Regions from separate parts of the Mus musculus genome. Here region 1 is linked to region 2. Evidence: chromatin contacts called from public HiChIP or PLAC-seq data. All regions are on one chromosome and are shown on one strand. The core of a region is the stretch at or near the end of the contact, and the rest is flanking DNA. Distances in the headings are between cores, read along the strand shown. Region 1 holds the start of Proser2 (proline and serine rich 2). Region 2 overlaps Upf2 (UPF2 regulator of nonsense transcripts homolog (yeast)).

What was found. HiChIP or PLAC-seq counts read pairs in DNA pulled down with a chosen protein or histone mark.
Region 1: a contact with region 2 is called in an H3K4me3 HiChIP or PLAC-seq map of embryonic stem cells, with 39 read pairs. The contact joins the promoter of Proser2 here to the enhancer-like site in region 2. A contact is called at or near these places in 7 of 484 Hi-C or Micro-C datasets (Sertoli cells, cumulus cells, embryonic stem cells and 2 more), 11 of 115 datasets of contacts at active chromatin or transcription factors (bone marrow-derived macrophages, embryonic midbrain, embryonic stem cells and 3 more) and 4 of 9 other capture datasets (adipose tissue, embryonic stem cells, liver and 1 more).

The regions. Positions count from the first base shown.
Region 1 is chr2:6,127,508-6,133,955 of GRCm38.p6, forward strand. Proser2 (proline and serine rich 2) reads right to left here and starts at 2,678. Exons shown (of 4, transcript NM_144883.4): 1 at 2,535-2,678. It overlaps Gm10857 (predicted gene 10857), which reads left to right and starts at 5,362. Exons shown (of 2, transcript NR_033470.1): 1 at 5,362-6,448. It also overlaps the pseudogene Gm13384.
Region 2 is chr2:6,056,447-6,063,071 of GRCm38.p6, forward strand. Upf2 (UPF2 regulator of nonsense transcripts homolog (yeast)) reads left to right here. Exons shown (of 22, transcript NM_001081132.1): 22 at 1-257. Among named protein-coding and RNA genes, the nearest start is that of Gm30136, 20 kb to the right of the region's middle. Within about 2 kb of position 3,070, at least 5 of the 459 cell types and tissues checked have an H3K27ac peak or open chromatin away from gene starts, as enhancers often do. A contact at or near this core is called in embryonic stem cells, where this site is marked.

The DNA.
Region 1 (6,448 bases), core at 1,428-3,927, 71 kb after region 2:
TTTTACTATATTAAAAATGATAACTGAACAGGTGAAATGGTTCAGTGGGTGGAGGTGCTTGCCACCAAATGTGACAACCTGAGTTCTACACCAGAGGCTCACGTGGTGGAAAAAGAGAACCCATCCATGTAAATTGTCCTTTGACCTCTACATGGGCACTGTGGCACATGCACATATATGTGCACACATGCACACACACAAATAAATGTAATAGACTCTTTTTTCTTAATGAGAATCATTTCAGCACTTGGGAGGTAGAGATAGGTGGACTGGAAGTTCAAGGTGATCCTCTGCCAGGCATCAAGTTCAAGAGCAGCATCAGCTAAAATCTGACAGGCAGGAGAGAGTGATGAATGAGAATCGGGTTTTCCGGCACCAAGGTATCTAGTATGGTGATAGGCATTCAAAAAGACCTACCAGATTCTGCTCCAGAAACATAGGCTGTTAGGCTGCACAGACCGTGAGTACAACACTATCTTTCGTTAAATTCTCTCAAATTTCAAGATTGATGCTGTAACCCTGGGAGGAAGCAAGGGCTTTACTGAGAGGAGAAACTTCACTGTGGTTCATACAGACAAGCCATTATCAGGGATGCCACTATACAAAGAGAAGGCCATCTCAGCATGCTCAAGAGGCCTTCAGAGACTGGACAGGGAGCCATCTCTGTTGGACACCCATGAGGAAGCCACCACTGAACCCCCAAGAAGAAACAAATGCTGCCCTTGACCGTCAAAGCACTCAAGTTCTGTGATGCTGCTAGGATTGCTAGGATTCCCCTGGCACCTACAAATGGCCCCGAGGCCGCTGGCATCCATCCCATAACAGCTCAGAGAAGATACACTCCAACTTTTTGTTCCAGAGGATTTCCTGTGCTGGGCTCTGCTCCACCCAGAGCGTCCACGTCCTCCCTTCAGGTTTCAAGGCTGTCCTCTGCCTCTATCAGTTACCTGAGCTGATCTTCAGATCAACATAAGGTGCCAACTGTAGGCTCCTGAGGTGTCTCAGAACCTTGGAGCCGAGGCCAGGTGTCTCATCAGCCACTGGCGAAGGCAGGATTACCAGATCTGGTTTAATCAGTTTGGACCATATGGCTCTTATCTAGAAATTCTGCATGTGCATTCGCAAGTCAGGGCTCAGAACACTGAAGCTGGTGAAAGAGACCACAAATGTAAGGATGAAGGAACTGAGGGCCACACCACGCCTGCATTAAAACAGGCCAATCCCTCTTCAACGAAGTGCCACGGGGCTCTTCAGTTTCAAAAAACACAGCCCATCTTTATAACTGCCACTTATTCTAATTTCAAATTTCTGTTTTCTGTGAGAGGAGAAAAATGCTTTTAAATTATCAGGATCCAAAATTTTCCAGTGAGAAGCTCACTGGAGTCACTGTTAAAAGGAACCAGTCACCGAGAAAAAGGCTATTACTGGTCTGGGCAAGAAAATACAGAAGATTCCATACATACGCTGTCAAGCCTGGCAAGAAAGATCGTAGCCCGACTTCCACCCTTCCCACCCAGCCCCAAGTAAATAGGGCATTTGTTTGTATTTCCACATTGGCCGCACCATTGGCCGCACCAACGAAAGTACCTCCTCCACCTAGGAAAACAATCTGGAACATTCAGGCATGGAATATGAGGGCAAAGTTTTAGTACACACTGGAGCACCTCACAGAAAATTATTTTTCCTAAGAGTCTGTCCTTCAAGCACTTCCCAGAGTTTACACTTAATACCTGGTTTGGTATTTCTAGATCGTTCTAGGACAAAGCTTCTTGTTGTTATCTATTAAAACTGGAGCCAGAGGGAATCTTCCCACAGCGGGACTCGAAAGTTTTACTCTTTAGGGGGACACACACACACAAACCCCTCTTCATTGTCTCCTTTGCACCAAATAGGTTCAGGCAGAGTTGTCCTGTGGTTAGGTGCCTAGAGGGGGTTAGTTACTTAAATTTAGAATCCGTAAAACAAAAGTTGAGAAACTTTCCGTCTCAGGGAAACGCTGCAGTTTATTTGACTGCCTTTTGTTAAGCCCTGTCTCATTAGCCACATATTCGGTCTTTCTAACCCTACCGTCCCAGGTCTCCCGGCAGACCCACACAAACATCCCCGCGCGATTCAGTTACCTGCGGGGAACCGGCGGGGGCATGGAAAACCTGCCGAAGGATTCGCTCAGGATACTGGTTTAACAGGTGGCTCTGGCCATCTCCGGGTTTCAGCCTCGCAAAGGACACGGTCCTCACGCGCAGTCCGCTCCAGGAAAGGTAAGGGACCAAAGACTCAACTCAGACAACACGCCACGAGCCACTCTCGCTCTCGGGAAAACCCCTAGGTGAAAAGCCACACGTCGCGATCCCCGAAGCCCCAGGATGGAGGCCAACCGGTGGCACTGACCTCGGCGACGACAGAGCCCCAGCTGCGCGCAAAGGGCTTCCCCAGTTACCAAGACCCGGACCGGGAGCCCTGGATGATCCCGACAGCTGCTGCCGCTCCCGGTGTCCCGCGCTTGGCCTGGCCTCGCTCAGTAGGGCGGAACTCACCGAGCCAAGTCCCCTCCGCGGGTCGCAGGTGTCCACGCCGACTGAGACCCTCGGGGCTCACGCCGTCCTCCGGCCAGCAAGTCGTGCACGCACGCACGCCGATCGTCCCGGGCTGCCTGGAGCGCGCTCCCCAGGGCGTCCAGCACCTCCCCGCCGCGCGCTCTCGGCGGCCGTGCGCGCTCCGCCGCCCAGCGCTCTGCACCTCTGCCGCGCGTTCCTGGCGGCCGGACTCCAGTCGGCCAGAGGTAGTCTGCGCGTCCCCGCGATACTTAAAGGGCCAGCGCCCAAAGCCCTTGGCTGTGCCTGTCAGGCCTTCTCGGTCTACTTGTGAGACTGAATTGAGCATGAGCAATCGTAATACCAATGTGCTTTTGAAGTCCTGAATAAGAAGGGACTTCTCCAGCAACTCCACCACTAACTTTGAGAGTTTCGTTGTTGTTGTTGTTGTTGTTTTAAAGTAGAATTTCATTATGTAGGATGGCTTCAAGTTCATGATCCTCCTGCCTCAGCCTCCTGACTTCTGAGATTACAGGCATCCAACAACAATATCCTGAAGAGATTATTTTCATTTAATAATAATGACTGTTATTTATGAAATACGTATACTTTCAAACAAGACACATAACATACATTATTTTGTTTAATTCATTTAGACAATGTTTGTGGGGTCGTGGGGTTAAGTCTTTCTTTGTTTTTGTTTTTTTGAAAAGGGATCTCATTATGTAGCCTTGGCTGGCCTGGAGCTCACTATGTAGACTAGGCTGGCCTCCAATTCAGAGAGAGCCAATGCAGGCTGAGATTAAAGGCGTGTGCCACCACGCCAAGCTCTATTCATGTTTAATGAACTTGTAAGCATTGTCCATATGTGAGTTACTTATGTGATGTTCCCATATGTGTGCACACTGAACAGGGTTTTTAGCAGAGTAAACATGGCCAGCTCCTTAAATATTTATCATTTGCTTGTCATGAAAAATGTCAAAATCCTTCTTGCTTTTTTTTGAGGATTTTGTTTCTTTTGGTTCATTCATTCATTCATTCATCCACTCATCCATTCCTTCATTCGTGTGTGTGTGTGTGTGAGAGAGAGAGAGAGAGAGAGAGAGAGAGAGAGATGCTTCAAAAAGTGAAGGTCAGCCGACAGCCTTCAGGAGCTGGTCCTCTCTTGCCCTCACGAGGGTCAGAGTTCAGGGCTCAGGGCAAGTGCCTCAATCCAATGAGCCATTTTCTTGGCCAGCCAGGTCCTTTGACTTCTTATGGTTATTTTACAGAGAGGGATTTTTGAGGTCGACGAGGCTGAAGAAAGGCCCCGGTTTTGATCCTGTTGATTGTTGGGATATCTTTACCACCGGGGGGAACATTTCTGAGTAGCTAATAGTAATAGCTCATTGTTGTGGCAGCCTTTCCCAACCGGGCAGAAGCTAATGTTCTCAGCGAGAAAGCCAGGGCCATGGATTTTATTCACTGTAATGCTTGGTGTGGCTCGAATGACAACCTGTACCCCCTAAATGTTTGCATTTTCCCCATTTAATGGAAAGCGAAGGAAGTGGCTGGCCACACAAATGACTGGGTTACAGGCAGCTGACAGGGCTGAGCCCAATTCCTCAGTCCTGAGATCATACCTTGGTCTTCCCCAGGAAGAAGAAGTACCTGATTAAAGGGAAGAAAACTTTTTCTCTAATAACACACTGGCCTCGCCTAACTCCCTGCATCTTTAATTAATGTTTACAAAGCACTTTAATCTACATGCTAGTTAATTAGGCAAGCATTATTATTTTTTTTATTTTTACACAGAAGGCTTCCCCATCCTTTCCCTATCACCTCCCCACCCCCATAATTCCAAGCACTAAGCTGGAGGCAGGCAAGGGTTCAAGCGCAGGGTCTCCAGCCTGCATAGGGTCCTCCAGCTCTCCCATCCACTGAGAGTCAATGTGAGCCTGTTCTATAAAAACAGAAGCAGTCCAGCCACACCTGCTTGTAGCTATAAGCAAAACCCTGCAACTGGAAGTAGGCCCTGCTGATCAGAACAGTAAACTGGTCACGTGGCTCCCCAGTGTGGTGCAGGGCGCAGTGAACACAGGAACTGGTCCAAGAGGAGCCATTTTCCAAAAACACTTCCGGTTGGCCAGGTCTTGGTCCACTAATTTCAGACATGACTCTGGTCACCGTTCACTGACATAAGAAGGTGTCCAGCTTGGGCTGGGAGGCAGAATTCACAGTCTTTATTCTCACTTTCTGTTTACTCTTGGCCTTGGACTTAACAGGCACTGGTCGGATAATGGCTGTGTCCCTAGGCTGGATGAATTTTGTTCGTCCTCCAAGCCCATCGAAGCATATTCTTACCACATCTGTGCTGCAACGGGATTCTGCTGTGGTCCTGTTGGGCTGTTTCTGACCCAGGACAGCATTCTAGATGAAGAGAGGTGTCTTAGTCAGGGTTTCTATTCCTGCACAAACATCATGACCAAGAAGCAAGTTGGGGAGGAAAGGGTTTATTCAGCTTACACTTCCATACTGCTGTTCATCACCAAGGAAGTCAGGACTGGAACTCAAGCAGGTCAGGAAGCAGGAGCTGATGCAGAGGCCATGGAGGGATGTTCTTTACTGGCTTGCTTCCCCTGCCTTGCTCAGCCTGCTCTCTTATAGAACCCAAGACTACCAGCCCAGAGATGGTCCCACCCACAAGGGGCCTTTCCCCCTTGATCACTAATTGAGAAAATGCCTTACAGTTGGATCTCATGGAGGCATTTCCTCAACTGAAGCTCCTTTCTCTGTGATAACTCCAGCTGTGTCAAGTTGACACAAAACTAGCCAGTAAAAGAGGGAAGGCACCAGCCAGTCTTCATCTGGCTCTCCTACACATCGCTGGCCACCCAGTGAGAGCTGGGACTCCAGCTTGGAGACTTTGCGCTCCTTCTTGGGGACGTCCTGCACGGGAGAGCATGCCCTCTCCAGGCACAGCTTCTTGGGGAGGCGATGCTGGGCGCCGGAGATCTGGGCTGAGGGGTATTTACATCAAAGGTAACATTCACTGAAGGGTGGCTGGTGAAGCCTCGGGTTCATCATCTCCACAGGGGCTGGGCTCTCAAAAACCAGGCGGCTGACCGGCTCATTGGTCTCCGGAGGCAGGCTCAAGGTTTCCTGGAGGATCATCGGCTTCTTTCTTAGGCTGGCGATCTCCTTGTCAGCACTTTGTAAGTCCTTCTGGGCTGACCTCAGTTCTAACTTGGCCTGATCCAGCTCAGTGTTGAGAGTCTTCAACTTGCTCCTAGAGAACACCAAATCCTTTTTCAACCTGTCAGCCAGCTCCCCTGAGGCCTTCCAAGCTTCCTTCAGATTCTCATACTCTTTCTTGAGGGACGCGCAGTACACAGCCAGCTGCTCTACCGCTGACTGTCCCACACCTATGTCTCGGATCATCTCCTCCACCTCAGCTCAATTTGCTCCATGGTTTTTCATCTTGCACTTGAGTCGGTGGGCCTCTTGCCGCTGCTCCAGGAACTTCATCTGTTTTTTCAGGGTGGAACATAGCATCTCTGCCTTGTTTAAAGCGTTCTGCAGGGACTCCACAGTGGCATTGCGTTCTTCCAGGGTGTCCCGTAGAGTGTCGATAATGGCCTGGCTGTCCCATTTCTCCCTGTCTTTCTGGGAAAGCTGAGCTTTGACACTCTCCAGTTCATTCTTTAAGAATTCTAAATCCAAGACACTCTCCTCTTCCTGGGCGAGGTTGAAGAAAAGCTTGTTTATAATAGTCTTTTTGCCAACCTGGATTCTACCCTGTGGGCAGGTCCGACTTGGTGCTGTCTCAGACCACTGGATTAGGCATTGCTGATGAAAAGTGTGGCCACAGTATATGGCAGCCATGTCACGGGAGTGATTGAAGAAGTCGGAGCAGATAGTGCACAGAGCGCGGATAG
Region 2 (6,625 bases), core at 1,820-4,319:
ATAGGTGTCTTTCATTTGCTTTCCAGTAGGCATAGTGATTTAGTTAAAGAACACATCTGTATGCTACAACTTGATCACATCTTTTTTCTATTTTGCATCTTTCTTTTACCATGTTTCAGTTTCTGCATGTAGATTTCAATAAGAAACAAAACTTGTAAAGTTGTAACATTTCACATGGAAATGCTGCCCAATCTTCACCAGCTTCAGAAATCTGACCTTTGCCGATGCTGCAATAAAGTGTTGTAATTTGGATTTGGCATGATTTGTTTTATTTGGTTGGGAAACCTTTCAGTGGGTCAGTTAGTATCATCCAGGGTCATCTTCATGCTTTATTAAAAAATATTCTCTGCTAGATACGGTAGTACATGAGTGTGATCCCAGAACTCACTACTGAGGTAGAATCACAAATTGGAGGGCTAGCCTGAGCTATATAGTGACCCGAGGAAAAGGAAAAACAACAACAACAAACCAGAGTCTCCATAGCCTTGGCAGTATGTACTTATTCTGTGGACCTAAAACTCTTAGAGATCTGCCTCCCTCTGTCTCCCACGTGCTGGGACTGAGGGTGTGTGCCGCCATGCACAGAAGACATTGTCTCTAAAAACCAAGTAGTAGACTTCTTGTCGGATATGACCCATGTCCTGTGTTGCATTTCTTAAGACGTATCAATGAGACAAAGGGATGAACTTCGTCCCAATGTTCTAAGTTAGTCTTCCCCCTTCCCCACATGTGCCAAAGATAAACAGATGATCACAAACCCCGCTATCAGACTCATCTCTCCCTCCCTCCCTCCCTCCCTCGCTCCCTCCCTCCCTCTCTCAAAGATGCCCTTACATGCTGTGCCTTCACATAACAGCCATTGCAGAACTGACCCACTTAAAACCAAGCAACTGGCTGTCAGGGAGGCCACAGGCATGGTGGAAAGAACAAAGAAGGATAAGATATGTGGAGGAGGAGAAGGAAACAGAGGAAATACCTCCTGGAACCACAGGCCAAGGAGCCCAGTATCGGGGTTGGGGTTGTAACTCACTGTCAGGCCCTAGGTTTGAACCTCAGTACCATGATTAACAACCAAAGTTAGGGTTGCCATCAGCCCCCGTCCCTGCCATTACTACCAGTCCAATAAGCTAGTGATACCCTAGAAAATAAAGATGAGTGTGGAGAGAAGCATTCTTTCTGCAGATCAGGAATCATCCTGAGGTATCTTGTCACTCAGAGCTACTAATTGGGAATCTAATTTCTCAAGGTCAGTAATTGTGGGATTTGTATTTTAAACAGCAAATAATTTCACTATAGGGAATAAGTGCTAGAATGTTGAGAATACTTTACCAGTAGTAAAGAGAGGCCCCAGACTTTCTAACAACTCCAACTGTGCATAATACAGATAGATCTCTATGTGGAATGAGAAACTTCAGGGCAGAAATGGAGTTCAATGTGCCCTAGGTCCCCATTGGAAGTGATTTTAAAGTGTTTGCACTCTCAGGGGATGGAGAGGTAGCTCAGTTGTTAAGAGCATTGGCTTTTCTTCCAGAAGACCCCAGGTTCAAGTCTCGGCACCTACAGGGTGCTCAACAACTATCTGTGACTCCAATTCCAGGGCACCTGATAACCCCTGGCCTGTGTCAGTACTGGGTACCCAACCAGTATACAGATAGACATGCAAGCACTATATCCATATGCATAAAGGAAAAATACATTTTAAAAAAACTAAAGTCTTTACATTTTAGGGGTTAACTTTGCTTAAAGCAACGGCGATTATTATAAGGATAAAGCATGTTCAGGAATCCTTGGACATTAGACAAGTAAGTGCAAGCAGAAATATTCTCTGCTCTTCCCTGTTCATGCTCATGGTAGACTGCTCTTCTTACTGTGATTGTGTCGTTTAAAGGAATGATTTCTTCCAGTTCTGGAAGCTGCGTGTCCACAGCTTGCCAGCGATGGGTTCTCTGGAAGCCTGCCTTTATTTTGCAGAGGCTTCTTCACTGTGTTCTCAAAATGACCTTTTTATGTACAATCTCAATATCTCTCCCCTCTCCTCCCCTCTCCTCCCCTCTCCTCTCCTCCCCTCCCCTCTCCCCTCTCCCCTCTCCCCTCTCTCCCTCTCTCTCTCCTCCCTCTCTCCCCTCTCTCTCTCCTCTCTCCTCTCTCTCCTCTCCTCTCTCCTCTCCTCTCTCCTCTCCCTCTCCTCTCCCTCTCCTCTCCCCCTTTCTCTCTCCTCTCCTCTCTCCTCTCCTCTCCTCTCCTCTCCTCTCCTCTCCTCTCCTCTCCTCTCCTCTCTCTCTCTCCTCTCCTCTCCTCTCCTCTCTCTCTCCTCTCCTCTCTCTCTCCTCTCTCTCTCCTCTCTCTCTCCTCTCTCTCTCCTCTCTCCTCTCCTCTCCCTCTCCACTCCCTCTCCTCTCCCCCTTTCTCTCCCTCTCCTCTCCCTCTCCTCTCCCCCTTTCTCTCTCCTCTCTCTCCTCTCCTCTCCTCTCCTCTCCTCTCCTCTCCTCTCCTCTCCCCCTTTCTCTCTCTCTCCTCTCCTCTTCCTCTCCTCTCCCCCTCCCCCTCCCCCTCTCCTCTCCTTCTCTCCCTCTCCTCCTCTCCCTCTCCCCCTCCCCCTCCCCCCTCCCCCTCTCCCTCTCCTCCTCTCACACAGCCCAATCTATGGAACTGGTTTGTAACAAAAGATTGAGCCCGACATATCTTTAATCCCAGCACTCAAGAGGCAGAGACAAGCATAGCTCTGTGAATTTGAGGCCAGCCTGGTCTACAAAGCAAGTTCCAGGACAGCCAGGGCTGTTACTCAGAGAAACCCTGTCTCAAAAAGCCAAAAAATAAGTAGGTAGATAAAATCATCGTGAATTTCTGATCCTCCCAGACGCATACATCATCATGGTGCCATTCTGTCATCATTCTGGGTTTCTGCAGCACTGAGAATCTCATCCATTTTACATACACACTCTACCAGCTGAACCTCTTCCCCAGTCCTGTCTTTGCCAACAGTGCTCAAACATCTAAAGGGTTTGTTTTGATCTGAGACACTCCCTATAGCTCAGGCTGGCCTTGAACTCAAGGCACGTGCCATCACACCTAGCATTTCCATGTATAGAGACTAACTTAATGGACTGCACACAAGTGTAAACTATCCAAGGGACTCTGGCCAGGCTTGGCTAAAACAGCATCTGTAATCTGATCCCTGTGACTACCCAAAAAAGGATGCCTTCTACAATCTAACTAACTCAAAAATATAGCTAACTCAAAAATATAGATGCGAAGTTTCCCTAATAGTCTCGTTTCTAACTTTTGTTTTTTCTAGAATTCCCAAATGTTTTTCATAGCAACTCTAAACAACCTTTCATTGTGTATCGATGGGCCTGAGACAATCAGACCGGTGCTTTTGACTTTATGCTAATATAAAATACAGGTAATTTCAAGTTTTGTAAATTCTGTCATGTAAGATGTTTTTTATGTTCCGCTTCACATATGAGTTAGGTTATGCTGTCAGGCTGATGTTAAGATTCATGGATTTATACACATACTCAGAAAAAATGGGAAACAAGGCAAATATTTATTGAATTTGATCTAATATAGCAGGCAGTCTTCTGAGCAGTGGGGGTAGAGAGGAGGGGATTAAAGGGTGCTCCTGCCTACAAGGGATTGATTTGCTATCAAAGACACAGACAACGCAAGCAAGTGGAATGGCATGATGTTCTCCATTACAATGCTTGGGACAGCATTTGACCCATAGGAAGTTCATTTTGTGGTTGTAGCAGTTGCTCACTTCTGCGTGTGGTACCTCTTGCACTGGAATATCTAAACTGCCGGTTTAGCCTTGCTTATCCCTACTTCCCCTCAAGGTCAAGTTAAAAGCTCACTATGGTGTAGTTGTAAGCCGCCTGCTGCCTACATGAACCGGGTACTCCTGAAAGGTGGGCTGGGACGGAAAGAGACTAGACGGGGAGAGAAATAAAGACGCCAAGACAAAAGTACTCTGTTCAAGGCACCTTAAAGTTTACTTAGAGTCTAAGCTTATATAGGGGGTAGGCCCATCCTCACCCCCACCCCCCACCCCCACCCCCCCACCCCCCCACCCCCAGTCCATCCAGGCACCTGGATCCAGCCAGATGTGACAGAACAATAGAGCCATCTAGCTCGGAAGGCTCCACCCCAGGTGGTCTCACCTCAGTGGTGACAAGGTCTGTACCAGCCTGCTTCAGGCTGGGAGAAGCTACACTATGGTAGCACATGACTTCTCCCAGCACGTGGAAGGCTAAGGAAGAAGACTTGAGTCCCAGGCCAGCCTGGTATATCCAGCAAGATGGTCTCTGTCTCTCAATTTATTAAATAGCTTTATTTCAGGCACTACCTCTTTGTTTTGCTTTTTTTGATGTTTTTTGAAATGTTTCTTTGTATAGCCCTGGCTGTTCTGGAACTCTGTAGACCAAGCTGGCCTCTGCCTTTCTAGTGCTGGGATTGTGTGCCACCCACTGCCAGGCCAAGTACTACCACTTCTAGAAAACCTAGCCATTCTCTCTCTTCAGTTTAAGAGGGTAGCTTGCCTCCTTCCCGCCCACCCACTCGCCTATGCTGAGAAGACACAGCACAGCCCATGTGTAGGGAAATAAGATGAGAAATAAGCTGTCTGACTGATGCTCTCCCTCTTTGACTCTGGCTTTTGAGGAAATGTGCTCAATCCTAAAGAGTAGGTATGTCATGCCCGATCGCCTGCTGTCCTCCGTGGCTTGAAAGGGTGGTCTTCCCAGTTCCCAGGTTCCTCCAGCTTCCCGTCCAGTTTACCTTGACTAGTTGAGTTCAAAAATTTGGAAAATAGAAGCAGGTGCACACAGGTCTGTCCCTCCAGTTCACACTCAACGCTGGATGGTGGTGTGGCCATGATGACGTACAGTGTGCTGGCATCAGTGCTAGCAGAAGCGTCTTCATAGACTGTGAACAGCACTCTGGTGCCATGAACTGTGACAGTCAGGCCTCAGAACTAGAACTTGAGGGGAGTCCAAAGGCAAAAGAAATGTGTTCTGTGTTCAGGGGAGCAAAGGAAGAAGCAGGTTGCCAAGGTTACTCGAGGTATGGATTGAGTACCAGCTCCAACACTGTCCTCATAACTTCCGGGAGTTATTGGCCTCAAACCTTCAGCTTTCTCGCCTATAAAATGGGGGACACGTTAGGGTTGTGTGAGGAATAGGATGATGGGCTTGAGACCCATCACAGAGCCTGAGAGACATCAGTATGAGCAGGTGTACCTTCTCCTCTGAGCCTGTGCTTGATATGACGCATGCAGAGTGAGCCTTGATGGTCTCATAAACCAAATATACAGATTCAGGTTTAGACCTGGCAGCCAGAGACGCCTGGGCAGATCCAACCAGCAACTATTCGTCGTAGTTCATAGGAAGCGATGCAAGCAGCAACTACATCCTTTGGATGAAGCTAAGCTGGCCATGCTCTGATTCCTTGTCAACTGAAGAAACAGTGTTCCCATTTCCTCAGAGATCTGCAGACATAAACCTTTTTCTTTTTCTTTTTCTTTTTCTTTTTCTTTTTCTTTTTCTTTTTCTTTTTCTTTTTCTTTTTCCTCTTCTTTTTCCTCTTCTTTTTCTCTTTCTCTTTCTTTCTCTCTCTCTCTCTCTCTCTCTCTCTCTCTTTCTCTCTCTCTTTCTCTCTCTCTTTCTCTTTTTCTTTTTCCTTTTCTTTTTCTGTGCACATCTTCACTACCCAATAACGGAGGCTGATAGTTACATGAATATTATGGAGAAATATGTAATGTTGTCCAGTTTACGATTTCCATATTTACAAAGGTCCTGGCACTTTTTTTTCCTGAGCTCTCCAAAGTACCAGGCAAGAATGGTCTGTTGTGGGGCTAGACAGCTCAGCAGGTAATGGCATTTGTTGCCGGGCCTGAGAACCAGAATTCACTCCCTGGCACCCAGGTGGTGGGAGGAAAGAACCTATTTCTGGAAATTGTCTTCTGACCGCCATGCATGCATTGTGATATATCCCCTCATACAATACATACATGTGACATATCCCCTCATACAATACATACATGTGATATATCCCCTCATACAACACCCCCACATGCATCACAAATAAATAATAAATTAATCATAAAAAAATTTAAAATGGGACTAATAGTCCAAATCACTTTGGGTTGTTTTTTTTTTTCTTCTTCTTCTTCTGAGAGAACTCATGATTCCAAGATGCATCTTAAAAGGCTGGATCCTTGAAACCCCACGGGCTAGAGGCCTTTTCTTTCAGTAGATAGTGGACCAGTAAAAATGCTCAAATATCTAGAAATTGTGAAGGTAGGGCTTTACCAGGCTTCCTTGAGAAGAGTTGGCAAATAATTAGAAATAAAGAGGAAAAAAGAACATAGTTGTAGTCCTTAGTCAATTCTGACCACTTGTGTCTCCAGCACATAGAGGTCTCCATTCAGTGAGAGCATGTTTGTGACATGCTGTCTGGGGGACATTGTATTAACAATTGAGACTGTGAGGACAATTTGTAACCTGACAGGCACATCCAGAGTTTTCCCCTCCATCCTTTTTTTTTATTTATTTATTCACTTTACAACCCAATATCAGCCTTTCCTTTCCTCCCAGGTCTCCCTCAAGTCCCTCCCCACACACACACC